Linked DNA regions of Mus musculus: all the other regions are linked to region 1. A link is a contact called in public HiCAR-type and HiChIP or PLAC-seq data. All regions are on one chromosome and are shown on one strand. Each heading gives the region's core, a stretch centred on a gene start, on an enhancer-like site or on the middle of the called end of the contact. The rest is flanking DNA. Distances are from core to core; before and after follow the strand shown. Region 1 holds the start of 2610035D17Rik (RIKEN cDNA 2610035D17 gene). Region 2 holds the start of Abca5 (ATP-binding cassette, sub-family A (ABC1), member 5). Region 3 holds the start of Map2k6 (mitogen-activated protein kinase kinase 6).

The links. HiCAR-type assays count read pairs that join an accessible place to other places. HiChIP or PLAC-seq counts read pairs in DNA pulled down with a chosen protein or histone mark.
Region 2: a contact with region 1 is called in a HiCAR-type map of astrocytes, with 7 times the contacts expected there. The contact joins the promoter of Abca5 here to the promoter of 2610035D17Rik in region 1. A contact is called at or near these places in 2 of 39 promoter capture datasets (hippocampal neurons and pre-B cells) and 2 of 115 datasets of contacts at active chromatin or transcription factors (astrocytes and stem cell-derived neural progenitor cells).
Region 3: an H3K27ac HiChIP or PLAC-seq map of embryonic stem cells shows a contact between it and region 1, with 16 times the contacts expected there. The contact joins the promoter of Map2k6 here to the promoter of 2610035D17Rik in region 1. A contact is called at or near these places in 3 of 115 datasets of contacts at active chromatin or transcription factors (astrocytes, embryonic forebrain and embryonic stem cells).

Annotation. Positions count from the first base shown.
Region 1 is chr11:113,199,944-113,203,520 of GRCm38.p6, reverse strand. 2610035D17Rik (RIKEN cDNA 2610035D17 gene) reads left to right here and starts at 1,683. Exons shown (of 3, transcript NR_015556.2): 1 at 1,683-2,230. It overlaps 4732490B19Rik (RIKEN cDNA 4732490B19 gene), which reads left to right. Exons shown (of 4, transcript NR_040276.1): 4 at 1-206.
Region 2 is chr11:110,335,974-110,339,550 of GRCm38.p6, reverse strand. It overlaps Abca5 (ATP-binding cassette, sub-family A (ABC1), member 5), which reads left to right and starts at 1,835. Exons shown (of 39, transcript NM_147219.2): 1 at 1,835-2,066. Gm39445 (a long non-coding RNA gene) reads right to left here and starts at 1,713. Exons shown (of 3, transcript XR_880289.1): 1 at 1,267-1,713; 2 at 692-763.
Region 3 is chr11:110,397,229-110,400,805 of GRCm38.p6, reverse strand. Map2k6 (mitogen-activated protein kinase kinase 6) reads right to left here and starts at 1,704. Exons shown (of 12, transcript NM_011943.3): 1 at 1,381-1,704. The coding sequence starts at 1,396.

The DNA.
Region 1 (3,577 bases), core at 434-2,933:
AGGGACTGTACTTGAAATGTGAAATGTGAGCTAAAAGAAACCCATTCTTTTTTAAGATGCTAAAAAACCAAACCCAACCCCTTTAATATATATATAGTATATATATTATATGTATATAATATATATTACACTGCCATTTCCCATTTTATTTTTATGTGCTCACCCGCCACAAAAAAAAAAAATAGAAAAAATAAAGTGTTAGAACCATAAAAGCGATTGGTTTTGCATTGTCTTTTGCAACTGTGACCACTACCTGCAGTTAGTTCTTCTTTCCGTTATATTTTGGGCTTTCTTGTTCTCTTTTCTTCACGTTATTCTGTGCCCACGTGTACTTGTTTACGTGTATACACAGAGCTTTGGCTAGGTTCCTCATATGAAGCAGATGGCACGGCTTTTTCTTTCTGAGATTATATGACCTTGCTTAATATTATCCACTCTAAGCCCATCCATTTTCCTGCAAAAATTTTGAAATTTCAGTTTTCCCTAAGAGCTGAATAGTATTTCATTTTGTATACATACCAGATTCTCATTATCCATTTATCTGCTGATTGACATCTTGATTGAGGCTGGGTTTTTTGCTGTAGCAAATAAAGCATCAATAAACACCGTGTGTGTGTGTGTGTGTGTGTGTGTGTGTGTGTGTGTGTGTGTATGTGTGTGTGTGTGTGTGTGTGTGTGTGTGTGTATGTGTGTGTGTATGTGTGTGTGTGTATGTGTATGTGTGTGTGTGTATGTGTATGTGTGTGTGTGTGCAAAAAACTCTATGGTAGGATATGGACTTCTCTGGGTATATACCCAGGAGTAAAATTTTGGGTCATATGGGCAGCTCTATTTTCAACTTTTCGAGAAATCTCCCAACTGATCTACCTGAACACTGGCTGAATTAACTCCCCCTCCCACCAACAGTGAGTAAGGGCTACTCCCTCTGCCCAGCTTCTCCAATGTGTCCTGACAGACTTGTCGACAACAGTAATTCTCACTGGGGTGGGACAGATCTCATCAGAGTTTTATTTTGCATTTCCTTTATTATCCATCTGAGTTCCCTTTCCTCTTGGCTTTCCTCTCTCTCTCTCTCTCTCTCTCTCTCTCTCTCTCTCTCTCTCTCTGTCAATTCAGTTCAGCTGCCCGTTTCTTGATTGGCAGTTTTACCTCTTTGGTATTTAATGTCTGCGTTTCTTTGCAAATTCTAGATAGTAACCCCTTGTAGCTGGCACAGATTTCCCCCTTCTGTGGGCTGTCACTTAACTCTACAGGTTCCTTTGCTTTCCACAGCTTTTTGTTTTCATGCAGCCTTGAGTTGATTTATTTACAAGGTGAAAATATGCAATCCAATGTATGACTTTGTCTCCTTTGTCAAAAATTAAGTGGCTGTTTAGTGTCAGTTGCTTTTGACAGTATTTTATCACAGCAACGGAAAAGAAACTAAGGCAACGAGATAACTTCTAGAAGAAGAGATAAATTCCAGAACAGAATGGAATCTCTTCGTTACAAAGTTTGCGAAGGGAGGTAGCTGTGGTGAGTCTACCCTTTGCCAATATTCTCCATGAGCGGAAGGAGTAAGAAGACAAAACTACAACTCCCAGGATACCATTCGGCCAATCGACCACTTTACTCCGCCCTCTGGCCGTGCCCACCCGCAAACCCGTCTCTATAAAAAAGGCTGGAATGGCCCAACGGCTCGCAGAGCTCAGTGGTGGCGCAGAAAGTGTTCACTTCTTCTGTTTCGGGCTGTACGCTGTGGTTCTGCGCCTCCAGGGCTTTGCTGCCTGGCGAGCGTCCTCCCTGTACCACAGGATCCTTGCCCGACTACAAACCCGAGGCTTCTATTAGGATAGTCTGGATTCGCCATAGGGGTTTCTCCTAGCGCGGATTGTGTGTTTGCGTTGGCGATGCTCATAGAAGAAAGGCGCAGAGCTGTACGAGGAGGCGGGATGCACGGGTCAGAGCCCTCGGTGGCCTCCGCCCGCTGCTCTTGGCGCCGGTCCGCTCCTGGAGATAGCGCGGCAGCCGCCTGGGAGGCGAAGCGCGTAATCTCCGCGCTACCCACGCGGGGCCGCGGCGTGGTGGCCGCACTTTGGCTTTGGGCGCTGGATGGACAGTGGGGTAAAGGGTTGGGGTTCCCCTAACGTGGATTACTTGGTGCTTATCAACTGGATTTAGAAGACTCTCGACCTGGTCTCCATCATCCGTGGGTTGTCTTTCCATCTCCCAGCCGCTCTTTCACCTGGAGGTAAGTTTCCCCCCCGCAGTGCGCAGTTGTGGATTTGATTTGCCCTTCTTTAGCCTTGTGTTGGTTTTTGAAGGTTTAAGGATTGACGTCCGGGAAATCATTTTAGCAACCCTCAGGTGGACCCTACTAGCTCAGATCTCTGTAGTCAGCGGCTGTTCTGGGCTCATCGTCCTGTCCTGCGGCATGGATAAGCCATTGGTTACCCCGCGCCAGGACAGAGAGCGCCTGCCTTCTTGGCACTTGCCTTTTGGCAGGGTTGGTCCTTTGGGACCCTTTGCTTTGCTAGCCATGCCTCTCCAGGAAGCTGCCCATTGCACGCAGCGGGCTGCTGAGGCACAGTGTTTGCAAGAGGCCACGGGGGCTGGGTAGCCGTGGGAGCGCTTGGTGGATACTGCATTATTTTCAGGACTGGGCTGCTGTGGAGTTGATGGAGAGATGGGTATTGGCCACCATGTGAGTACAGTTTACCAGGGCAGGAATTTGGTCCAGTGTTTGCACCTACCATCCTCCTCCTCTTGGTGTGACTTTTATGATGAAGAAGACTTTTGCCTTAGGTCTTGAGACATAACTGTAAATCATAGGAGTCAGTACTCAATAATAGGTCTCTCTCCTCCTTGTCCTTTTGTGATTGCGTTGTAGTAGGGAGGTTGGTACCTGTCACGAGGTTGTCTGAGAGTAGGTGTTTGTTGAATGAATGATAGAGCTTCCCCACCCTAAATTACACCAGGTTCCTCTGTTTCCTTTTCCCTCCTGGGCTCTCACCCTTAATTCCAGAACTTTCCCCCTGGTCCTGGTTTCCTGGGGACAATTTCCAGATATGGATTTCTTCTCCCCTCCCCCACCGATCCCTGTCAGCAGTCCTGAGGTGTTCTTTTGGAACGTGTGTGTGTGTGTGTGTGTGGTGGTCCATTTCCCACCCCAGAACTCCCTCCAACAGAGGAAGCTATTCAGCCAGGGACTGGCTTTGGTGAGTGCCCAGGAGCCCTGAGGTCTCAGTCAGCACCTGCGCAAGGAGGGCAGGCTAGGCAGCATAGGAAGAAAAAAAAATGTTTTAAATGAAGTATTATGAGTCTTGACTGTCCTGCAGAAACTGGGGTCCTGCTGCCCCTGGTTCCACCCAGGTGCTTGTGGATGCCCAGGCTGGTTCTGGACGGTTCTCCAGTAAGAAGCGCTGTGTATCTAGCATTGTGGCGACCGGACGCTTTCTGCCAGGTGCACGTTTCTGTAGTTTCTTGTTGTATGGGGACGGGGAGAATGGGTCCTGGAGAGATCGTCTGTGGGTCCTTGGTCAGTGAGACTGGTTTCAAAGGGCCTCTTCTAGGGTCAGGCTGAGGGTGTACAATCCAC
Region 2 (3,577 bases), core at 586-3,085, 2.9 Mb after region 1:
CATCAGGTTGTAAGTTAATACTCTATGTGGCAAGATTTGGCCTCTTACTCCATGTTAAATATTGGTGAGAACTGTGGCCCACTGTTAATTTCCCATAGCCACCGAGCTTCTTAAGTCTCAAGCTGCAACTCCTATGATCTAGGAACTCCCACATGGTTCATTTGTCTATAAGGTCTATTAATGAGGTGTGGGGATTTCAGTTGCCACCATGACAACCAAGATGTGCTTATTGCTTGTTTCTATTTCCTAGATACAGAAGGGTGGAAGGAAGCATCATTCTCTCTGGCCGCTGTTTTACTATTAAAACCTGGTAGTTGTGGACATTTAGGCAGACATCGTGTGACCAGCCTGATTACAAGATATAAATAGTCTGATAAATAGTTTGCGTAGAGGCAGTAAAATATGTCACAACCTACACATTAATTTGTAGTAATTTTTTTATTTAAAATATTTTTCTCTGTGTTCTATGTTATTCTTACAAGCCTATAATCTTGTTGTCCATTTTATAAGTCGTATGTGTGTGTGTGTGTTGCTGGGGTTTAAAGCCAGGACCTTGTACAATCTAGGCAAGCAGACTATCACTGAACTACAAGTCCACTCCTATAATAGAATTTTAATATTTTCTGTTTCTATGGGTGCAATTTTGTTAAGTGAGTAGGTATTTTTTGTGAAGATAAAAATATTTACATACCTTTCTTGTAGGTGTTTTCTCTCATCAGTAGTATTATTAGCAGTATTTACCATAGTTTATGATTCGCAAGACCTGAAAATTTAAATTGGTATAAGAAAAAGTTCTTAACTTCAGGCTACATATGATGTAGCTGAAGAGATTAGCATGTAAGACAGTGAAAGGGATACTATGGTGCCAAGTGGGGTGTTTGAGAGGAAAGATATCATTGTGTCAGGCTCTATGATAGTGTACACACACATGCAGGCAAAACGTCCACATCTATAATAAAGCAGAACACATTCTATAGACTTAGTTTTCAATTTGAGAACTACACACACATACACAAAATATGTATGAATGTTCACATTCACAGAGCTGAAGATGTTTTCGAAAGTAACTGTAACACATAGCACTGGGGACTGCACACACCAGACACATTCAGTATCAAGCCAGCAAAAATTCCAGCATGAATAGTGTGTGTGTGTGTGTGTGTGTGTGTGTGTTATGAATTGGCAGTTTGTGGCTTCTGGATAAGAAAGGATCAGTCTTCCTCAGGGATGTGTAATTTTGGTATTGTGAACTTTACTTTGCAATACCTTTGGCCCTTGTTTCGATCACTTTGGGTAACGACATTCCAAACATCAGTTTGCATTTTAAGTAAAAATTAAGCGTGGTATATAGTCTTTGCCAGAAGTCAACACTTGCAGATTTTCGGAGGATGTTTGAAGGAACCGGTAGGATGTTCAAGGTGGTAGTCTGAGGTTGGAGAGGAGAAGGCAGTCTTTACAGAAACGAGGAGGGAGGACGCTGCAGCAAGAGGGAGGAGTGTCAGACTTTTATCAACTCTTTAAATACAAGGGAACAGAGGCAGATGGGAGGGTGGAGAACCAAGGCCGTCCTTCTTGAGGCGACAGAAGTCTCCTCAAACCCATCGAGCCTCGGTGGAGGGTGCGGCGAGCTCCCCAGGAGGTTCTGAGCACCTGAGCTAGAGTCGGCAGGTCCAACCAAGTACTCTGCGACTCGTTCGCCGCGCTCACCTCCGCCGGAGCCCCGCCCCCAGTAGCCCCGCCCCCAAGCGCGCTCCCGTCTCGAGCTCCAGGAGCACGCGCATTACGCACGCCCCGCCCTCAGGTGCATTCAGGGGCGGGCAGGGGGCGTGTCTCCGGCGGCGCGCGCGGCTCTCTCGGCGTAGCGGGGCGGCGGGCACGCGCGCGCTCGGCCTCGCGGACCGCGTCTCCGCGCAGAATTTCCGAGCTCCGTCACTTACCGCGGTCGCGGTCGCCGCAGGTAAGCTCGCGGCTTGGGCCTGACAGCGCTGCGGCTGCGACGCCGGGGTGAGGAGACGCCGAGGCCCGCGGCGCTCGAGGTCGCTCGCCATTCGTGTCTGCGGAGAGAGGTGACGCGGCGGCGGGGACGGGGCATGGACCGTGGAGATGGCCGAGCAGCTAGGGAATGAGGAGAGGGGAGGGTGTGGCGGGCCGCGGGGAGCCGGAGGATGCTGGCGGGTGGCGGGCGCTGACAGGGATCCCTGGGCTAGCGACATCCTCAGAACTTCTAGAGAGGCAGAAGGAAAAGAAAGGACAAACCGAAATTAAATAAAAGCCCAAACCAAACCGAAGTCAGTTTTCCCCCTGAGGGCTCAGGAGCATCGCCCTACTTGGGGCGCAGATCGGGTAGCGGATCATGTGTGACCAGAGGACTCGGGGTGAGAGGAAAAGCCGCAGAGCTCGTGACACGGTTTTGGGGTTGAAAATAATCTGAATTCCCCAAACATAGCTAACGAAGATTCCCAGGCGCGGAAAGGTTTCAGGGAGGAGGAGAAAGCGAGGTCCATGGGGGACAGCGGCCTCTGGGGCAGTCGGAGTTGAGGATTTTCGCCCCAGCTCTCTAAAAGCTTCGCTTTACGTTTTCAAAGAATCAAGTCTGAGGACAAAAATTAAGGACATTCTGGAGCCCCAGATGAGGTTAGATCCTGGCTCAGAGCCAGGGTCAGTATTACTTCATCTTGACAGCTGCTCTGAGGTTGGAGATGGTACTCTGTGTGGGAAATATGGGTCTTAAAGAGGTTAAATAACTTTATTAAGGTCCCAGCTGGGGAAAAAAATGAGGTACTGAGATTCTCCCTCTGAGATTCCAGACTCTCTAATCCTGGTGCTTTCCTCACTCTATTTTATGTTTGCCCAGAGAGCATTTTTATGTCTCGTCAGAGAAGACTCAATAGATAAGAACATTATGAGAACACTTTGTGTGTGTTTATCCTGAAAGCAGATTTAAGAGACAGTGATCTTTGAATGTGGGTCATTTAGGCAGATGTGTCCTTGATAATGCAAAACTTCAAATTCTATTAAACATAGGGAACTCTTAAATTTTGCATAAATTTATTAATATGTTCGTTACATGCCAGGTAATCATTTTGTTCCTAAAGTTCCTAGATGAATATAGTATGTAATGTCTGCCATTGAGTTTAATTGAAAGAGTAATTATATAAAAGCAACTCATACTAATATAAATTGTAGTCCTCATTAGTGTGTAGATTACACTGGAAATAGTTTTAAGTGCAAACTTAAAACTTTTATACAGTGCAAACTTTATACTTTTATAAACATTATATATAAAGAAAACTATTAGCTGACTTGCCATATGGGTACTGTTACATCGTTTTCCTCCAGCAAGGCGTTCTGTCATAAAACTTAGGTCAAACTTTACTGGCATTAGTATCTTGCTTTATGTCACTACTTTTGGTAAATTTTAAAAGATCAGCGAAGAAAGCGTTTATGATGCCTTCTGTTAAATTTAAAGGTTTATTATACCCATTATGAAGCCAGTAAAATAGCTGGATAGGTTTCTCTTTCAGTGCATTGCTAGACAGATTAGCAGCTCTTTTCAAAAAATTAAATCTTAATTTAA
Region 3 (3,577 bases), core at 455-2,954, 2.8 Mb after region 1:
CCTAACATTAAACACAAAACAAATAAAGAACAACCATAAACAATCTTACTTGAAATTCTGAAGAGCAATCCTTTTCTTCCCCGGATCAGATACATCGTGTTCATCCGGTAGAATTAAATGGTATCACACCTCCAAACACAGTGTGGCCAAAGCTTATTGGATACTTTAATGTCCCCAGATCTTGCTCTAGAGGTGGCCCCAGTTAACCTAGCACACCTCTTCATTTTGGGGCTTTTCTCAGATGCCATCAGATTTCTCTATGTTAAGGAAGATTGCTCTCGAAACAAGCCATTAAAGGTCTTCCAGCAGGCACCTAAGCAGCTCTGCAGTTTCTCCATGCAGGACTTTTTTTTTTTTTTTTTTTTTTTTTTAGTTCCCTCTACAGAACATCAGTAAGTTTGCAAAATACAACCTTACAAAACATTTTTTTAATTAAATTTGAAAAAGAAAAAGAAGGCAACCATAGTCCTGAACTTCTGACCAAGTCTATGCAGTTACACACTTAGAAGATTTCACTGTAGTTGCCAATGAGACAGTAAAGTCTCAGGTTTGCTCTAATGCTCACAAACACGCTCACCCCCTGAAATCCTCCCCCACACACAAAAGCATCTTCCAAATGGCCAACACATTGAGGTCTTCCCCTCTGCAAGCAACTGATACAAAGTATAAAACCTCGGAAGAGCAAGACTTTTTTTTTTAAATAATAATAATAATACACTGCTCTCCAGACTTCACCTTTACTTCCCTTAAAAAATCAAAAGTTGCCTAATGTCCACAGCGAAATCAATAAAAATGTAAGCTGAATGCTGCCACCGCAGTGGTTCCTTCCCCCCAAAGAATAGAAGATCACAGAAATTTCCTGCTAGTTTAAAGCGAGGTTTGCCTTTCATCTTCACCTCTGAGACTTTTTGAAAGTTTGGATTCCTGTTGCACACAAAATTACTGTGAATATGCGTGCATACTAAAGAAATGTACTATTATATAAAGCATTGCACATTTGGACGCTACCAACCTGCTATATCTCTCCTGACCGTGCAAAAGGCAGAAAGGCTCGGTAATCCTAGCAGAAGAATGCAAATAATGTCAATGCACAGCTCAACTGCAAGCCCTGCCTTACAGGAACTCTCTGTGTCTGCAAAAAAAGAAAAAAGAAAAGAAAAGAAAGAAAAGAAAAGGAGAAGAAAAGGAAAAGAAAAGGAAAGAAAAGGAAAAGAAAGGAAGAAAGAAAGAAAAAGACACACACTAAACAGGAAATGCAACTGAGCTGTGGCAAACCTCAAACTTAAAAATGCAATCGCCGGGCGAAAATTGCATCCATGCATTCACGAATGCATGCATAAGCCTTTGCATTTTTTGCAACTAATGCAAACAGTCTCTTACCTTTCGACTGAGACATTTTCCCCTTTCCTTTGATGGGGGAGGGGAGCACAAAAGACTTTGCCTTGCTTCTCTTCTGTAGCTAGTTTTGCAACAAAGATGCAAGCTGCAGGCGTGCAATCTTCATGCAAGTGGAGTTTCTCTTGACCGATGCAGCAGATGGACTTTCAGGGAGTCAAGGTGGAATTGCACACCTTGCAAAACAGTCTAGAAAGTGATTTTTCCCCCAGTTGCAACGTTAGGGAAGGCTGTGCTGCAGCTACATGATGGGCCAGGGCTGGCAGCTAAAAGCTCCAAACTTGGAACTGAGTATCTTAGTGCGCAGACGTCCTTCCTGCGAAAGGCGCGAGGCCTGCTGGGTAGTGTAGTTCTCCTGTAGAGTCCACGCGTCTCTGATTTAAGGAAACGTGCTCCTGTAGGTGGCTGAGCTAGATGACTGACTAAGCGCGACAGAGATCTCAGATAAACATCGCACGTACACTCTTTAGTAAGGGAAGGGTGACAAACAGCGCGGTCCATGATAGGAGGCTTTTTCTGTTCTAGAAAAACCCCTGAATCAACAGCTTAGAGAGCACAGGGGTAGCGAAGACGCTTTTGGCACCCCTAGACTAAGGTCTAATTGGGGGTTCAATGTGGCTTTTTTTTTTTTAAACCGGCTCAGTATCTGTGAACTGCTCTGTCTGTAGACCGTTCACCCTGACATCTCATTTCACAACAAACATTTTTCTTGAATGGAGATTTTTGGGGTGATTTGACTCTTCAGACAAGATACAAAGTTTTTTTTTTTTTTTTTTTTTTTTTAATAAGAAGCGATCCAGGTCAGTTCTTTTCAAGAAAGCAGAATTTCAATGCTGGATAGGGATTAAGGAAGAGAGATTTACGAAGTTTCTCATTTCTTACACAGTTAGACAGGAAAATTTGTTTCATATATATCAAAGGCCAATTTTAATCAAAATTAAGGTATTTGATTTTTTTTTTTTCTTGCCTGAGGCAGGCGGGGATGAAGGAAAAAGTCCCTGGCCTTGAGAAGAAAGGGCGGCTGGTGGAGAACAGTAACCTTACGTGAATAAAGTCTACTATCTTGAATGTTTTTCAATACCATCAAGAGATGTTTGTTGGAAGTCCAGAGTTTGCTAGGCATCTTCCCAGGCTTTGGATTTTTCCTTTTTCCTGCAGTGCTTGAGCCTAGAGCTGGACTGTGTCTTGGTGGGGGAAAGCCTCCCGCTTCACTGGGCAGTTGGAGATGCAAACCTTCCCTGAAAGGGGTACAAATCGCAACACCCCCACCCTCACCTCCACCCCTTTCCCACCCACTTCATTTCGAGGCAGAGAGCTCGGGCTTGGCTTCCATTGCGCCTAGTAGAACACCTTCAGGAATGTTCTTTCAGAGCGAATAGGGAGGGAACGGTGGTTTCAGGCATCTGATCTATAGGCAAATCAGTGGGGGAGTAAGGGCCACCTGTCCATTCCTGGGACACTGAGAGTACCAGGTTGCCTTGTATACAAGCGTGGTGGTGGTCAGAATATACTGGGTGTGCGGGATTATTACAGGGCTTTAACAGCTTGGCCTTAACTCAGAAGCTCGAGGGTGGAGATAAATGGTTTTGAAACCGGGGAACTTAATCAAAGCATTGCTTTAAGAATGTAAATTTTCCCTTAGTGATCTAGGTGGGTTGGAACTGGGAGAGGCTAGAGATAGGTCAGGTCAATTGTGGAAAGCCACAAGAGCCACTTTGAGAGAAGATTCATGTGTGAGGGCTGCTAATGAAAATGTCTGGAATTGTATTAAGAATTCTAGGAAGCCAGGACCATCTGAGTAATGCCGGAATCAGAGAGAAAGCTACCATGTGTCCTCTCCTCCCCCCCCCCTCCGCCCCACCCTTGCCCCCTCCCCACCCCTGTCCCTGCAATGCTGGAGATTGAATCTAGGGCCTTAGGCATTCCAGGCTTGCAAGCTACCAATAAGCCACAGCCCTGGTTTGGTTTTTATTTTTTTATTTTTTCCTTTTGAGGCAGGATCTAGCTGAGTTACTCAGGTTGGCCTTTGAACCCAGTCTGTAACACAGACAGAGTCTGAATCTGTAATCCTCCTGCCTCTGCCCAATCCCACCACAAGTTAGCAAATCAGCTCTTAAAATAAAAATGCATTCAATTGGGGGAGGAAGGCATAAGTTACACCCTCTGACCTTTACTGACATTC